3 separate regions of the Rattus norvegicus genome follow, and regions 1 and 3 are each linked to region 2. The links are chromatin contacts, called in public Hi-C maps. All regions are on one chromosome and are shown on one strand. Each heading gives the region's core, a stretch centred on a gene start, on an enhancer-like site or on the middle of the called end of the contact. The rest is flanking DNA. Distances are from core to core; before and after follow the strand shown. Region 1 holds the start of Zkscan3 (zinc finger with KRAB and SCAN domains 3). Region 2 holds the start of Zkscan8 (zinc finger with KRAB and SCAN domains 8). Region 3 holds the start of Zscan12 (zinc finger and SCAN domain containing 12).

The links. Hi-C and Micro-C count contacts between places; a contact is called where the count stands out from the background.
Region 1: a Hi-C map of liver shows a contact between it and region 2, with 4 times the contacts expected there. The contact joins the promoter of Zkscan3 here to the promoter of Zkscan8 in region 2. A contact is called at or near these places in 4 of 12 Hi-C or Micro-C datasets (hepatocytes, liver and mammary epithelial cells).
Region 3: a Hi-C map of liver shows a contact between it and region 2, with 3 times the contacts expected there. The contact joins the promoter of Zscan12 here to the promoter of Zkscan8 in region 2. A contact is called at or near these places in 3 of 12 Hi-C or Micro-C datasets (frontal cortex, liver and mammary epithelial cells).

Annotation. Positions count from the first base shown.
Region 1 is chr17:47,910,152-47,914,700 of GRCr8, reverse strand. It overlaps Zkscan3 (zinc finger with KRAB and SCAN domains 3), which reads right to left and starts at 1,760. Exons shown (of 6, transcript NM_001012053.2): 1 at 1,731-1,760.
Region 2 is chr17:47,733,767-47,738,882 of GRCr8, reverse strand. It overlaps Zkscan8 (zinc finger with KRAB and SCAN domains 8), which reads right to left and starts at 3,763. Exons shown (of 6, transcript NM_001100574.1): 1 at 3,596-3,763.
Region 3 is chr17:47,946,070-47,950,799 of GRCr8, reverse strand. Zscan12 (zinc finger and SCAN domain containing 12) reads left to right here and starts at 1,870. Exons shown (of 4, transcript XM_039096200.2): 1 at 1,870-1,986; 2 at 2,674-3,145. The coding sequence starts at 2,741.

The DNA of each region.
Region 1 (4,549 bases), core at 511-3,010, 180 kb before region 2:
AGGAAAAGAAAGGAAAAGGGAGGTAGATGGGGACAGATGGAGGAAAGGGAAGAAAAGGGGAAAGGCAGGTAAGTCATGACTGAAGACGATTAAAAGTTTATGGCTGAATGGTGGGCCTACTATTACAGGTGAAATGAAGTTTCTCTCTGACTTACATTTAAACCTTTACTAATGTAATTTTAAATAGTAGACAAAATCCTATCTTCTTTCTTTCCTGAGTACAGTCCAAAGCATTTTGTTGGGGCCAAGGGAGGTAAGAGTAGATCTGAGGCTGAAAGGGAGTGGTGCTGTTGGGAGAAGCTGTAGGGAGAAAAATGAACACTGATACATTTTTAACAATCATTTCATGCACTCACGTTTCATCAGCCCTCCCATCTGGAGTCTCACTAACTGGGCAGAGTACAAAGGTACAGGATCAGAAGATTGTTTACCAACACAAGCATTTGCCAAATAAGTAAACCAAAGACAAGGTTTTTGTTTTTGTTTTTGTTTTTTGTTAAGTTACAAATAGACAAAAGAATGCTCCAGGGATCCCTGTACACCCTGAGGAGGTTAAAGACCCAAATTTCTTAAGAAAAAGAAGGAAGATGAAAGGATTTTCAAAGATCCCAAGGGCATCAACTCAATGACAATGGTCAACTGTATATGGTCAATATTAGCTTTAAACACCTGTAAAAAGAACAAAGGATGTTAGTGTGAACTCGGTTTCAGATCTATTGATCTCTAATCTACCACTGATCTACCTATCATCAGTCATATCTATCAACCATCCATGTGATTCTCAAGCTGGTGAGGATTCTTGCTGAGGGTCAGAAAGCTGGCAGGTTCGCAGCACCGAGCAAAACAGCAATGTCTGCTTACACCAGGGTCCTTATCCTTCTTCACTGTTAGATGCTCCTCCTGTTTCTCAAGCTCTTCCTCCCACTAAAAAAATAAAAATAAAATAAAAAAGGCATCCCCAAGATTTTAAAATTCTGTGAGTCTGAGCATCACAAGACACTACACAAAACAAAGTCTTTGCTGTGGGATAGGATCTTTTCCAGAATGTTTTATTTCCCCTCCTAAAATACAGAAGTCAGTCATTAAAAGAGAACTGGTAAATAGCTTTAAGATTCAAAAGACAACAGACAGTACCAAGGCTAATCAACGCAGAGAAAGTGCTGTCCTAGTTAGAAATAGCAACAGTAATAATAACAGCTATCTTAAAACACTGTGCAGATTACCCCGTGCCTGGTACTATTTTAAGCACCTCTGCACAAATGAAGCCATTTACTCCTCACAACAATCCAGTAAGTTAGACGATATTATTATCCCCTAAAATAGCAGAACACCGAAAGGTTAAGGGACTGGGAGAAGTCACCAAGTAGCAGAGGCCACATTCGACCAGGCAACCCGATTTCAAAGTTCTGGCTCTCTTCCAGTACCCCAGAATAAAGACCTTGGAACTGACCTTGTCTCCAGGAAAAGCAAAACTGTGACGTCTCCCATTTTCAAAGCTTAAGTACAAGACCCGAGAATCCCATCGCCAAACGCCCTGAGACTGACCAGACACCCGGAACCGGCCTGAGGCGAGGCGCCCGAGGCCCTGTCCGGCGCTCGGCCCAAGTAGCCACCGATTTTATTTTCCCGGAGCCATTAGGCCGCGGAGGAAGAGGTTTTGTCCCATCCCCACCACCCGCAAGCAGCCGGCCCCCGCGGGAGGACCGTAACAGGAGGGAACCCGAACCCACCCGCGAACGCAGCACCTCGTAGCACCCCGCAGTCACAAAAGTGTCGAAAGTCCGACCCCGGGGGGCGGGGCACAGAGCACTTCCGGCTTCTCTAGGCACCAGCGACACTCTATGATTCGCCTTCCCCCCCCCTTTCTCTCTATCCTCCACCCCCATTTCGTGGTTGCTTCGTAAAAAGACTTTTAAAAGTAGACTCACATCACTTTCTCTCCTCCTTTTATTTCCTCCAATCTGTCCCCTCCTCTTCGTGGTTGCTTCGTAAAAAGAGTTTTAAAAAGAAAAATTTTTAACTGAAGTAGAATTATATCACTTTCCCTCCTCCTTTTCCTCCCTCCAGTCTTTTCCCCTACCCTCACTCTCAAGCTGATAGTCTTTTTTCTTTATTATTGCTATATTCAGGTGTGTGGGTGTGCACGAGCAATATATATATACACACACACACATATATATGTATGTATATATTCGTATATATTCTACTGGCTAAGTTGTTTTTATTGTTGTTTGTGTGTATATGATTTCAAGGTTTCAAAGCTGCATTGGACAACTAATAAGAGGGCTCACCCCAGGAAGAGACTAATTCTCTATTTCCCAGCAGTCAGAAGTTGCCAGTAGTTCTTTGGTTTGGTGTGGCCCCCTGTGAAATTTTATCCCCTTTCAAATTAATGATATTGACATTGCCTATTGATATTGCATTATTTCAGTCTTGTTATGCAGTCACTTCTCGGAGGCACTGGTTCACAGTTGGCTTCCTTGGATTCTGGTTCTTACAATCTGTTTTTGCCTCTTCTTCTTCCGTGTCCTCTGAGCCATAGATGCAGGAGACATGATGTAGATGTATCTTTTGAGGCTGGGACCTCCATGAGCTGTCGATCCAGATGGGTTTTTAGTGATGGTCTCTGTTTGTTGTAAAGAGAGGCATCTCGGATCAGTGGTGGTAGCTACATTATCCAGGAAAGATGACGCTAGCACCAAGAGACTTTCAAAACGTGATTTTTTTTTTCAAGGACAACTAAAGGAAGATAGCAAAAGAATGAGTCCTTGTATAGTTTGACATCTCTATAATGTCAAGAAAAAGGAAAATTATATTTGCTGTATCATCACAAAGAAGTCCTAGGGAAATGAATAAAAAAATGTTTGTTTAGAAACTGAATGAAAAAGAAATAAAAGTGAGGGAAATGTTTTTTAAAATTTACTAATTGCACTTTTTTTTTCATTTTTTATGCCTAACCATTTATTTTTGTCCAAAAATAGTGAAATTATATATTTCAAATTCCAAATGTAAATGGCTATGAACTAGCAGTGCTCTACTTTCTTCCTCATTTTTTCTCCCCTATCCACCCACCCACTCCCTCCCACCTCCCCACCCTGACATTCCCCTACACTGGGGCATCAAGCCTTGACAGGACCAAGGGCTTCTCCTCCCACTGATGCCCATCAAGGCCATACTCTGCTACATGTATGGCTACAGCCATAGGTCCATCCCTATGTACTCTTGGGATGGTAATTTAGTCCCTAGGAGCACTGGGGTGGGGGTCTGGTTGGTTGATATTGTTGATCTTATGGGGTTGCAAACCCCTTCAGCTCCTTCAGTCCGTTCTCTAACTCCTCCACTGGGGACTCCGTTCTCAGTTCAATGGTTGGCTGCTAGCATTAGTCTCTGTGTTTGTAAGGATCTAACCAAGCCTCAGGAGACAGCTATATCAGGCTCTCGTCAGCATGCACTTCTTGGATCAGCAATATTGTCTGGGTTTGGTGTCAGTATATGGGATGGATCCCCAGGTGGGGCACTCTCTGGATGACCTTTCCTAATGACACTTTCTAATTAAAATATTAAGTATAAATAAATAGGACCATTCTGAATGACTTTTATAGAAAATCCAAGATAATTTAATCTTCAACTTATACTTAACAAATTTAGCAAAGCTACTAAATTTTCAAAATTGATATTGATAACAAGCACAAATAACGAACATTGATTTCATAACAAGCACAAATAACGAACATCACCTAAAAACGATAATCACTACAGTAGCAAGAAAATATAAAAGAGGCCTCAACAGAACCATAAGGCTTTATTTATTAAGGAGAGATAGTTGAGAGGCAGAGAAGTTAGCTCATTCCTATAACCCCAGCTTGTGGGACGCTGAGGAGAAAGAATCACTTCAAGTTACGGCTCCAAGTTCCAGACAAGCATGGAGTCCTGGGTTACAGAGTGAGATCCATCCTCGCAAAGCACTCATGATCATGCAAGCAAACACAATTAAGCACAGTGGCTCACACACACAAAGAGACACCATGTTGTGGTGACTCCAGTCACAAAATTATTCTCATTGCTACTTCATAGCTGTAACTTTGATGTTATGAATCATAATATAAATATCTGATATGCAGTATATCTGATATGTGAGTCCAGTGAAGAAATCATTTGACTCCCAAAAAGGTCATAACCCACAGGTTGAGACCCACCACTTTAGGTTTCTATTTTTGTGTCATAAGCACAAGTGATTTTATGTACCTATATTAGGAACTACATGAAAGCATGCAATATCTGTCTTTCTGAATGTGAATTCATTTGCTTAATGTGATTATCACCAATAATATTCATTTTCCTAAATGATATAACTTTGTTCTTTATAGCTGAAAAATTCTTTCCCATCTATCTATCTATCTATCTATCTATCTATCTATCTATCTATCACATTTCAAACCTGTTTCTCTGTTGAATGGATACCTAGTTTAGTTCCAGAATTCAGCTATTTTAAATAGTGATGTAATAAACATTGATATTCAATTATCGCTGTGTTATGTTTATCTGAGCC
Region 2 (5,116 bases), core at 2,514-5,013:
CTAAAAATCTATTTGGAGCACTGGATCTGCAAAGAACAGAATGTCTTATCAACATCTACAAATCTAAACCCATATACCTATGACCTTCCAGAATGTAACAGAAATAAAATATAGTAGTGCTTGAGTTCGACAACTTTTACTTAGCAGAAGACACTTGATATTAATCAACACCGTATCTGTTTATTCTCATGCAAATGACTATTCATCTATCCTTCTACCAAATGAGTTTTTTCCTGGTTGTAATTATGAATAAAAACACTGAAATCATGTACATACATGATCTTGTGTGAGCTATTTTTAATTCAGTGGGGTAAATCCTGGAAGTAAGAAGTAAATTGCTGAGTCTTAAGTGTAGTATCTAAGAAACTGCTGAATTGTTTCCAAAGTGGCCATAATATCTTGCATTCCACTAGCACTTGACATTGTATTTAAAAATAAATAATAGGATATAGTAATGTGTCATAATTTTGACTTGTTTCTTTACTAACGATATTGAACATATATTGGTGAAGTATCTATTTAAAGATTTTGGCCCACTTGGCTTTTGCTTTTTGGCAGAGTCTCATTCTATAACCAAAGACAGTGCCAAACTTGTGATCCTCACACCTCTGCTTCCAAAATACTGGGACTACAATTGTGTACCAGGTGTATTTATATACTTGTTTAGGCTGCTGAGATGGGGTCTTATCATGTAGCCCGGCTGATCTACATGCATACACACGTAATTCCATATTTTGCCCAGGATTATTTGATAATTGAGGCTTTATGTTGTTTGTATGTTTAAGATTTGAGAACTCCTTATATATTCTGGATACAGGTCCTTTATGAAATACATGATTTACAAATATTGACTTGACTCTCTTCTATTCTTCTAACAGTAGCCTTTGAAGATATTTGTAATTTTTTGAAGCTTAATTTATCAAATTTTTTAAGGATTGTACTTTTAATCTAAGAAATGTCTGTTTAACTCCAATCACAAAGATTTTTCTTCTAAAAGTCTGTAGTTTTAGGTTTTACTTTTAAGTCTAGGATCTATTTTTAATTAATCTTTGCAGAGGTGAGGGTATGGTTGGAGGTCCCTTCCTTATACACATGACAATCTGCTCTAGCACCATTCACAGAAATGATTATACACTGGATCACTTGCCTTTTTACCTGTCAGAGACGGTGTGTGTGTGTGTGTGTGTGTGTGTGTGTGTGTGTGTGTGTGTGTGTATGTGTAGAAACGCAAACACACACTAGTCTGACTGACTACAAACTAGAGTCTCTACTCTGATACAAACTTTCAAAATCAAGTAGTTCTAATCCTGCAACTTTTCTGTTTTTGAAGCTGTTTTGGCTTTGCTGGCTGTTGAATTTTGATACACATATTAGTATAACCTTACTGATTCCCAATAATGCTGGAATTGAACTTGTGTTGAATCTATTGCTCAGTTTAGAAATACTATCTTAATAGTATTGATATCACATTAGGAATGATACCTTAACAAGGGTTCTCCAGTTCACGAATATTAATATCTCTTTTCATTTAAGTCTTCTTGGACTACTTTTATTATTGACTAAACTATTTATTTTCCTTACTCTCTATATCTACACATACTACTTTTCTTACACTAGTAAATTATTGGTTGCAAAAAAGTTTTGCTTTCTTAATTTCATATGCCTCATCAAAATCATATCTTATTGATAGAATTAAAGAACATCAGAGAGCTATATTTACAATACAAAAGAGAATGAATGTGTCTAGATTTGTTTTAAGAGCGGAGGCTACAGCTAGAACTCCAGGTCCAAAGAGCTCATTTTGATACTTTGATGACTCCCTTTCTTTGTGGGGAGTATGTACACTAATGGTTTCTGTTCTTGTGAATATATATACATATACATGTATACACACACACACACACACACACACACACACACACACACACACATACATCCCTTGCTAGGGCTGCAGTGATGACTTCTCCTTGATTTTGGTTTTGCTTTTCTTAATTCATGTGTCATAATACTACTAATTGTCTTCAAAAAGGATGCCTTAGGTAGTATCTATAAATGTAACTTTATTTGCAGACAGTAGGTATACATAGATATAATCAAATTAGCAAGAAGTTATAACTGGATAAGATGGGTCCTCAATCCAGTATGGCTGGTCTACTGTTAAAAAGGCACAGGGGTCTGCACAACAGTTCAGGAGGTAAAGGAACCTGCTGCCAAGTTTACTTCCCCAGGACCCACATAGTAGAGTAGACTGACTCCTCCGATTGTCCTCTGACCTCTACTAGGGTAATGTGGTATGAGTGGACCTTACCCATCCTCCCCAAACAAAACAAAATTCTCTCTATAATTCAGGCTGTTTTCAAACTGATTTCCCAACCTTAGTCCCCCAAGTACTGCATGCAATTAATTACAGGCGTGTATCAAAATACACTGCCACTTCCATTCTCCCCTCTAATAATCTGGTGTGTACACACTGCAGTGTTGGAAAGTACCCATAGATAAACACTGGTCCTTGCATATCATCCTTAAAGAACATCCAGTCAGGATGATTGACTTATGAACATAAAGGCAACAGTCTTAGGCTTCATTGAAAATGTTAAAGCCTTGACAACTAAGAAAGGCACAACTCAACTTAATAATGGCTTTTCAATAGATGTTGGAGACGTTTTCTTTCAGATTAATTAAACTTGAGAAATGTCTGAGAACTGAATACAAACCAGGAATGAGAATCTCCAGGTTTTAGAGATCAAGGAAAAGTAAATGAAACAAACATGCTTTGTAGTTATCTGAAATGGCATTCATTCAATTTTTTTTCGTTTTGGAGATTTTAAGTTATTTTAATAAGGCTTAAGCATGAGGGTTAGGAGAAAAGGCACTCAGGAGAGGGCCGGACACACAGTGTGGGTATGGACTTCCCAAGGAATGCTTTTAAGACTTACATTTTTATATTTAACTACAAGGAACTCAAAACGTGCATTCACTAAAAGAAATGACTGCTGCATAACAATACTTCAGTGGATTTGTCAAATAAAAAGAAGTATGTTGTCAGGTAGTGGTCAACACCTTAGCAATCTAAGTCATGAATGACTTAAGTTTTGGAAATGGGAACTCACCGAGTTTTCAAGCATCTATTATCAGTAGCTTTAATAAATTAGGCAAGCAAAGTATTCTGAATAAGGTTTAATTTTGTTACCCCGGGATTACTTAAAGTACTTCTTTTGCAAATAACTGTTCAGCCATCACATCAATCATTTTCTGAATACAGTTCTTTTATGGGTAGAAAAAAAAAAGGAGTAATAAAAATCAAAGGTTTCCACGAGGGGCAGAGATTTCAAAAGAAAAAAAATATTATCTTTAAAAAAATGAATTTTGAGACCGGTCTACAAAATTGCCGAGTAGAAACAGTTGGTACACCGGCCGGCTTTACAAGTAAGAGCGAGTGCAAAATTATACAAGATGACTGGCGATGAAAAGAGCCATCCGTGGGAAGTTGGGGCCAGGAGTCAGCTTGCTCAGCTGCCGCAGGCCCTGGGCCGACCCGCTCCCCGCGCTCGGGCCTCCGCTGCCCGCGCGCCCCTGCTCGGCCCAGCGCACTCACCGAGAGCTCCCCACGCTGCCCGAGGGCGGGAGGCCGCACAGCGCGGACCAGGAAGCGCGCGAGGAATCGCGACCGACACCGAACCCGAGCGGGACCCCCTCCAGCCGCTAACTTCCAAACCCTCGGAGCCTCAGAGTGGGCCAGCACGCAACTTGCCCCACAGCCACTTCCGGAAGCTCTCTAGGAAGCTCGGAGGTCTGACAGCTCTATGGTAGGCCCGCAAAGGGCCGGAGCGCTGCCAGCAGCACCAGGTGGAGGGCTATGCTGGACATCCTGAGGTGTGACATAGCTTTAAGTCACCTAAGCTTTTGCCTAGCTAGCTTATGGTTTCAGGTGACAAGGATAAAAGTTGGGTGGCTGATCGCAGACCCAGAAGCCTGGGCTGAGCTCAGGAGTATACCCACCAGATTTCTCTATTCTTCGTATTTTTTTCTCCATCTTTATTAAATTGGGTATTTCTTATTTACATTTCAATTGTTATTACCTTTCCCGGTTTCCAGTCCAATATCCCCCTAACCCCTCCCACTCCCCTTCTATATGGGTGTTCCCCTCCCCATCCTCCCCCCATTACCACCCTCCCCCCAACAATTCCGTCACTGCGGGGGTGGGGAGGTGTTCAGTCTTGGCAGGACCAAGGGCTTCCCCTTTCACTGGTGCCCTTACTAGGCTATTCATTGCTACCTATGAGGTCGGAGCCCAGGGTCAGTCCATGTATAGTCTTTGGGTAGTGGCTTAGTCCCTGGAACCTCTGGTTGATTGGCATTGTTGTTCATATCTTTATTCTTCTTAGATACATTGTGCTTTCCCGTTAATGTTTCACTCCAAATTCTGAACCTACACTGGGTAGGAAAATTTAAACCTTTATAGTTCTTAGGAACAGTTTTATATTTATAAAGTTTCTACTGACCAATGCTTTTTCTTTGACTGTGAGGTGTTCTCAGTCTCCAGATACTTATGATTGGAAACAACTTATACAAAATAACCAGAGCCCTAACTTAAAATTTAAAGAGGATAATGATGGAAAACAATGAACACTGGTTTACTTTTTAGTGTCAAAGACACTTTTTATCTGTTTCAACTTGTCAAGACAGAGATGGTGAATATCATTCTCATCTAGAGGAAATGAGGCAAAGGACATTTGAATGTCTTACCTAGTGCCATATAAACAAATGGCCAAGCAATGAACTAAAACGGAAGGTAGATATTCAACTAGGAATTGTAAAGCTTGGGTCACAAGTGAACCATGGAAAGGGTTACTTTTTTTGTTTTGTTAGTTTAGATCAAGTCTCTCTGTAGCCCTAGCTGGCCTCAGGGCAAATCTCTTACCTTCCCAAGTGTTGGGATTTAAGCATAAACTAAGTGATTATAAATTTGGGATTATAAACAGAAGTCAACACAACAGGTTAAAGCCTTCTGAAGTTTATTCTTCTTTCAAAACAACTAAATTAAAATAAAAGAATGTTTGACTCATATTCTCTGCTTTTTAAATGATGACTGAAGTTTTGTCCAAATTAAGGACAC
Region 3 (4,730 bases), core at 621-3,120, 210 kb before region 2:
TCACCTGGTTCCACCAATCAAAAGGTAAGACTTGAATTCCCTCTTCTTTCTCTCTCCTCCAGCTGAGCAAGATGCCCAAAGGAAAGAAGGCCAAGGGGAAGAAAGTGGCCCCGGCCTCCGCGGTGGTCAAGAAACAGGAGGCCAAAAAAGTGGTCAATCCTTTGTTTGAGAAAAGGCCCAAGAACTTTGGCATTGGGCAGGACATCCAGCCCAAAAGAGATCTCAAATGGCCCTGCTACATCAGGCTGCAGCAGCAAAGAGCTATCCTTTATAAGCGGCTCAAAGTACCTCCTGCCATCAACCAGTTCACCCAGGCCCTGGACAGGCAAACAGCGACTCAGCTGCTTAAGCTCGCCCACAAGTACAGGCCAGAGACAAAGCAGGAGAAGAAGCAAAGGCTGCTGGCCCGCGCTGAGAAGAAAGCTGCTGGCAAAAGGGACGTCCCACCTAAGAGAGTGCCTGTCCTCCAAGCAGGGGTCAATACAGTCACCACCTTGGTGGAGAACAAGAAGGCTCAGCTGGTGATGATTGCCCATGATGTAGATCCCATTGAGCTGGTGGTTTTCCTGCCTGCCCTTTGTCGAAAGATGGGGGTGCCCTACTGCATCATCAAGGGAAAGGACAGGCTGGGGCGCCTGGTCCACAGGAAGACGTGCACCACTGTTGCCTTCACACAGGTGAACTCAGAAGACAAGGGTGCTCTGGCTAAGCTGGTGGAAGCTATTAGGGCCAATTATAATGACAGATATGGTGAGATCCGCCGCCACTGGGGAGGCAACGTCCTGGGTCCTAAGTCCGTGGCTCGTGTTGCCAAGCTGGAAAAGGCAAAGGCTAAAGAACTTGCCACTAAACTGGGTTAAATGTACACTTAAGTTTTCTGTACATAAATATAATTACAAAATTTAAAAAAAAAGATAAGACTTTTTCAGATAACTATAATTTACATTTCTACCTAACTTACATTTTCACCAATTTTTTTTTAAGTTGTCTTGATTTACTACTTTCTTTTGTTCTGGCTATCTAAATCAATGTTCCTAAGCCACACTCCACATATATTTTGCTCGATAATAAATTATCACTATCTTTGAGAGCTTATATTTGGATTTTGGTTATCCTCTCCATGTCCATTAGCTCCCTAAGAACAGGGAGAAGACTTCCAGAACACAGAATGTTCTGGTACAATAAGACCATTCATCACTATTCTTTTTCAGGGCTTTTTTTTTTTTTTACTCTCCTTTTAAATTAAAAACTAATATATATATTCCTAGAAATAGTTGTGTTTATTGGGATGCCATAGTTGCAAACATATTTAAGAAGCGCTGATTACTTTGTTGAGTTTTTCTACCCAAGAAAGCGTATTGCTTCCTATTTATGTTCGTATTTGGCTTTTAAAGAGTATTTTAAAGTTGGCCCCAAGTAAATGTGGCATATCTCTTGTACTTGAATTTTTTTGTTGTTGCTTGTGTAGCTGTGGCCTTTTCATTCACACTCGTACTTATGAAGGCTGCTTTTAGTGTTCATAGTATCTTGTTAAGTTACTAAATTATCCTTTTAATATATTTCTCCCATTGACCATTCAGGCTTTTCAAATTTATGCTCATATTATCAGCATAAAGTAAGGCCACTTGAGAATTATTGAAAAGGTCGTCAAAACTCCACAGGTTAGGTTTGAGGAGACTATCCACACTGGGAAGCATAGCTAAGTTGGAAAGGATCCAGGAGAATGTGTCTCGGAGATACCGAAAGAGAAACGCAAAACCAGACAGGGACAGGAATACTCTACATCGCGATTGGCTCAGTACGCTCAGACCGAAAACCCTAACTCCTCTCGCAGGGACAAGGACAAACCACTGAGTAGCATTCCGTGGCTCCCTAGAGTGGCTCCAGGAGCAACCGGGTTCCACCGCTTCCGGCCTTTGTGGCTGTCCGCGATAGCTTCCGGTTCCTGGGCGAGCTGGGTTCTCTTCTCGGCGCAGGAGCTACGCGGTGAGCGAGCTCGTGCTCCAGGCTAGGGGAGAATGCTCGCTGCTACTTAGACTCGTTCGTAGAAAGAGGTTGGAAGCCAGGGAAAGGCCACCAGGGCCGCAGTGCGGTCGCCTACGGGTACGCCTGGGGCGCAGAGCCGGTCGGGACCTAGGCACGCTGCAGAACCTGTTAGGTTTAGAATTACAGAAGTGGAGGGGCAGGAGAAAAGCGGTGACTTCTCCATCTTTTAACCTTTATGAATGATTAAGTCTCAGCTAAAGCCAGTTCGCGAGACTGTATTGTGTATATATGATTTGTATCAGGTATGCAGAAATTTTTCAAAAGCAGCATGGCAAGAGTAGCCTATTCTTGTACTCTTCCCGTTATCTTTTGTGGTATCTCACACGGTAGGCAGCACTTCCCCAACGCCATCCGCTCATTCTAAATTTTTTTGTTTTTATTTCAGTTAGTTGTGGTTTACTTTAGGAGTTAGTGGAGGTAAGTTTCTTACCAAACTTTACTCCCTAAAGTCCTGAAACAATTTGACGTCTTTGTCACTTTTGTCTATTTTTGTGAAAGTTCGTGTACTTCCAATCAATAAGAATAAATTAATGGGAGGACAGTCTTTCAACTCTCCCACTTAAATCTTAAGAGTATGTGCCATTTGCTTATTGTAGTTTGTATTAGTAATGATGACTTATCCCTTAGGTCTACTCGGTAAGAAAATTTACCAAGGAGTTATTACTTGAAACACTGATAAATCTTTTATATAGCTATGATGGCATCCACTAACGATACCAAGATCTGTAAGAACCAAGATGGACTTTTGGAAATAAAAATGGAGGAAGAGTGTAAGTATACCACCAGACAAGTTAGGAACCTCCAAAAGAACACTTATAACAGAGACGTCTTCCGAAAATACTTCAGACAGTTTTGCTACCAGGAAACATCTGGACCCCGGGAGGCTTTGAGCCGACTCCGGGAACTTTGCCATCAGTGGTTGCGACCAGACATGCACAGCAAGGAGCAGATCCTGGAGCTGCTGGTGCTGGAACAGTTCTTGACCATCCTGCCTGAGGAGCTGCAGGCCTGGGTGCAGGAGCAGAATCCTGAGAGTGTGGAGGAGGTAGTGACTGTGCTGGAGGATTTAGAGAGAGAACTAGATGAACTAGGATACCGGGTAAGAAAAAAGAAAATGTGGGTTCTGTTTCCTAAACTCAATTGTGAAGTATGCCACTAGTTTACAAAGCTTATTGACATTTAGGTGGCTCCAAGGGGAACTTTGGTTTCATGGAAATTTGAAGTTGAACTTGTATGTTACACATCCTACCTAGCCTTGTGCTTGTAATCTTCCTGTCTCACATTCTTAATGCTGAGATTACAGGTATACACCTCTACTCCTGCCTGGTCTTAGTCTATTTATACCTTTTTGTCAGAGGGATTGTATATTTCTGTGCTAAGTTACAAAGTTATGTCTGATGAATTAGTTAGAAACACAGGCGTATACTACAGAAAGAAGATACTAGAAGGAGCAGTTATTAGAGAGATGGTGGTGATAGGTTGGAAAACAGCTTCTTGTAAAGTATATTATGTAATATAAAACAAGTAACTAAGAAGTAGGTTTTGAGCTGGGCAGGAGCACGTGCCTGTCAGCTCGCACTCGGGTGATGGAAGTAGATAGATTGTGAGTTTGAGGATAACCTGGGCTCTATTGAAAGATCCTGTCTCAAAAATAACAAGAGCTGGAGATGTGATTCTGTGCTAGAGGACTTGTTTAGTATGTTGAAGGACCTGTGCTTAATCCACAGAACTTTGATAGCTATGTGCACGGTTATGGGGCTATTAATATTCCCAAGTAGAAACATTGGTGGTGAATACCAGCTGGTAATCCCTCTTTCTCCAGATCTGTTAATGGACAGCAAAACTTCAGTATAGTGAATTTGAATTCTTCACCAGTGCTAGAGTGGGACTTGTCACCCTGGCATTTTAAGAAATGCCACCTATGCTATTAGCAAGCTCAAAGAACTCTTGGCTGGCCAAGCTTAGATGGGATCTTTAGTTGGTTTGTTAGTGCCCTATCTGGAAGGAAAAGAAGCTTGCTCATATCTCCCCAGGAAAAGTCATTCAACATATATTCACTGCCCTGATTTCTGCATCAAACAGTTAAAAGATGGAGGTGGAGATCACTATCCTGAATGAATGAGATACTGGACCAGAATAGAAAGTTAGGTGGGAGGGTAGGTGTGGGGAATACATGTTTGAGGGATAGAAAGCCCATTCGTGTTGGAAAAGTGAAGTTTGAGTAAGAAAATTTAGGTACAGAGTCTATGACATTGACCATAAACCACTCAGTTTGAATTGTCTTCTAGAATTTTCTCTATAGTCTAAATAAGCTATAAAAATTATATAAAAGAGGCAGAAGAAAGAATCACTTATAACCTTTTTTATTTTTGTCTTAACTGACAAGGCTGGTTTTCAACCAATAGTAATTCTGAGCCAAAGAGGACATTTGACAGTTTTTAGACAAATTTTGGTTGTTATAACTGAGGAGCACAGTGATGATTCTAGACATCTTATAGCATATAAGTCAGCCTCAGACATCAATTAATGAATTTACCAAAAGCCTGTCAGAAGAGCTAACCTTAGGACATCTCAGTATGAAGAGGATGAACCTGTGAAATATAAGAAGTGCAGTCTGGCATCTGGGTATAAAATAGATGTGAGAGAAAAAAAGGAGCCAAAAAGTTTGAAACAGGGTCATCAAT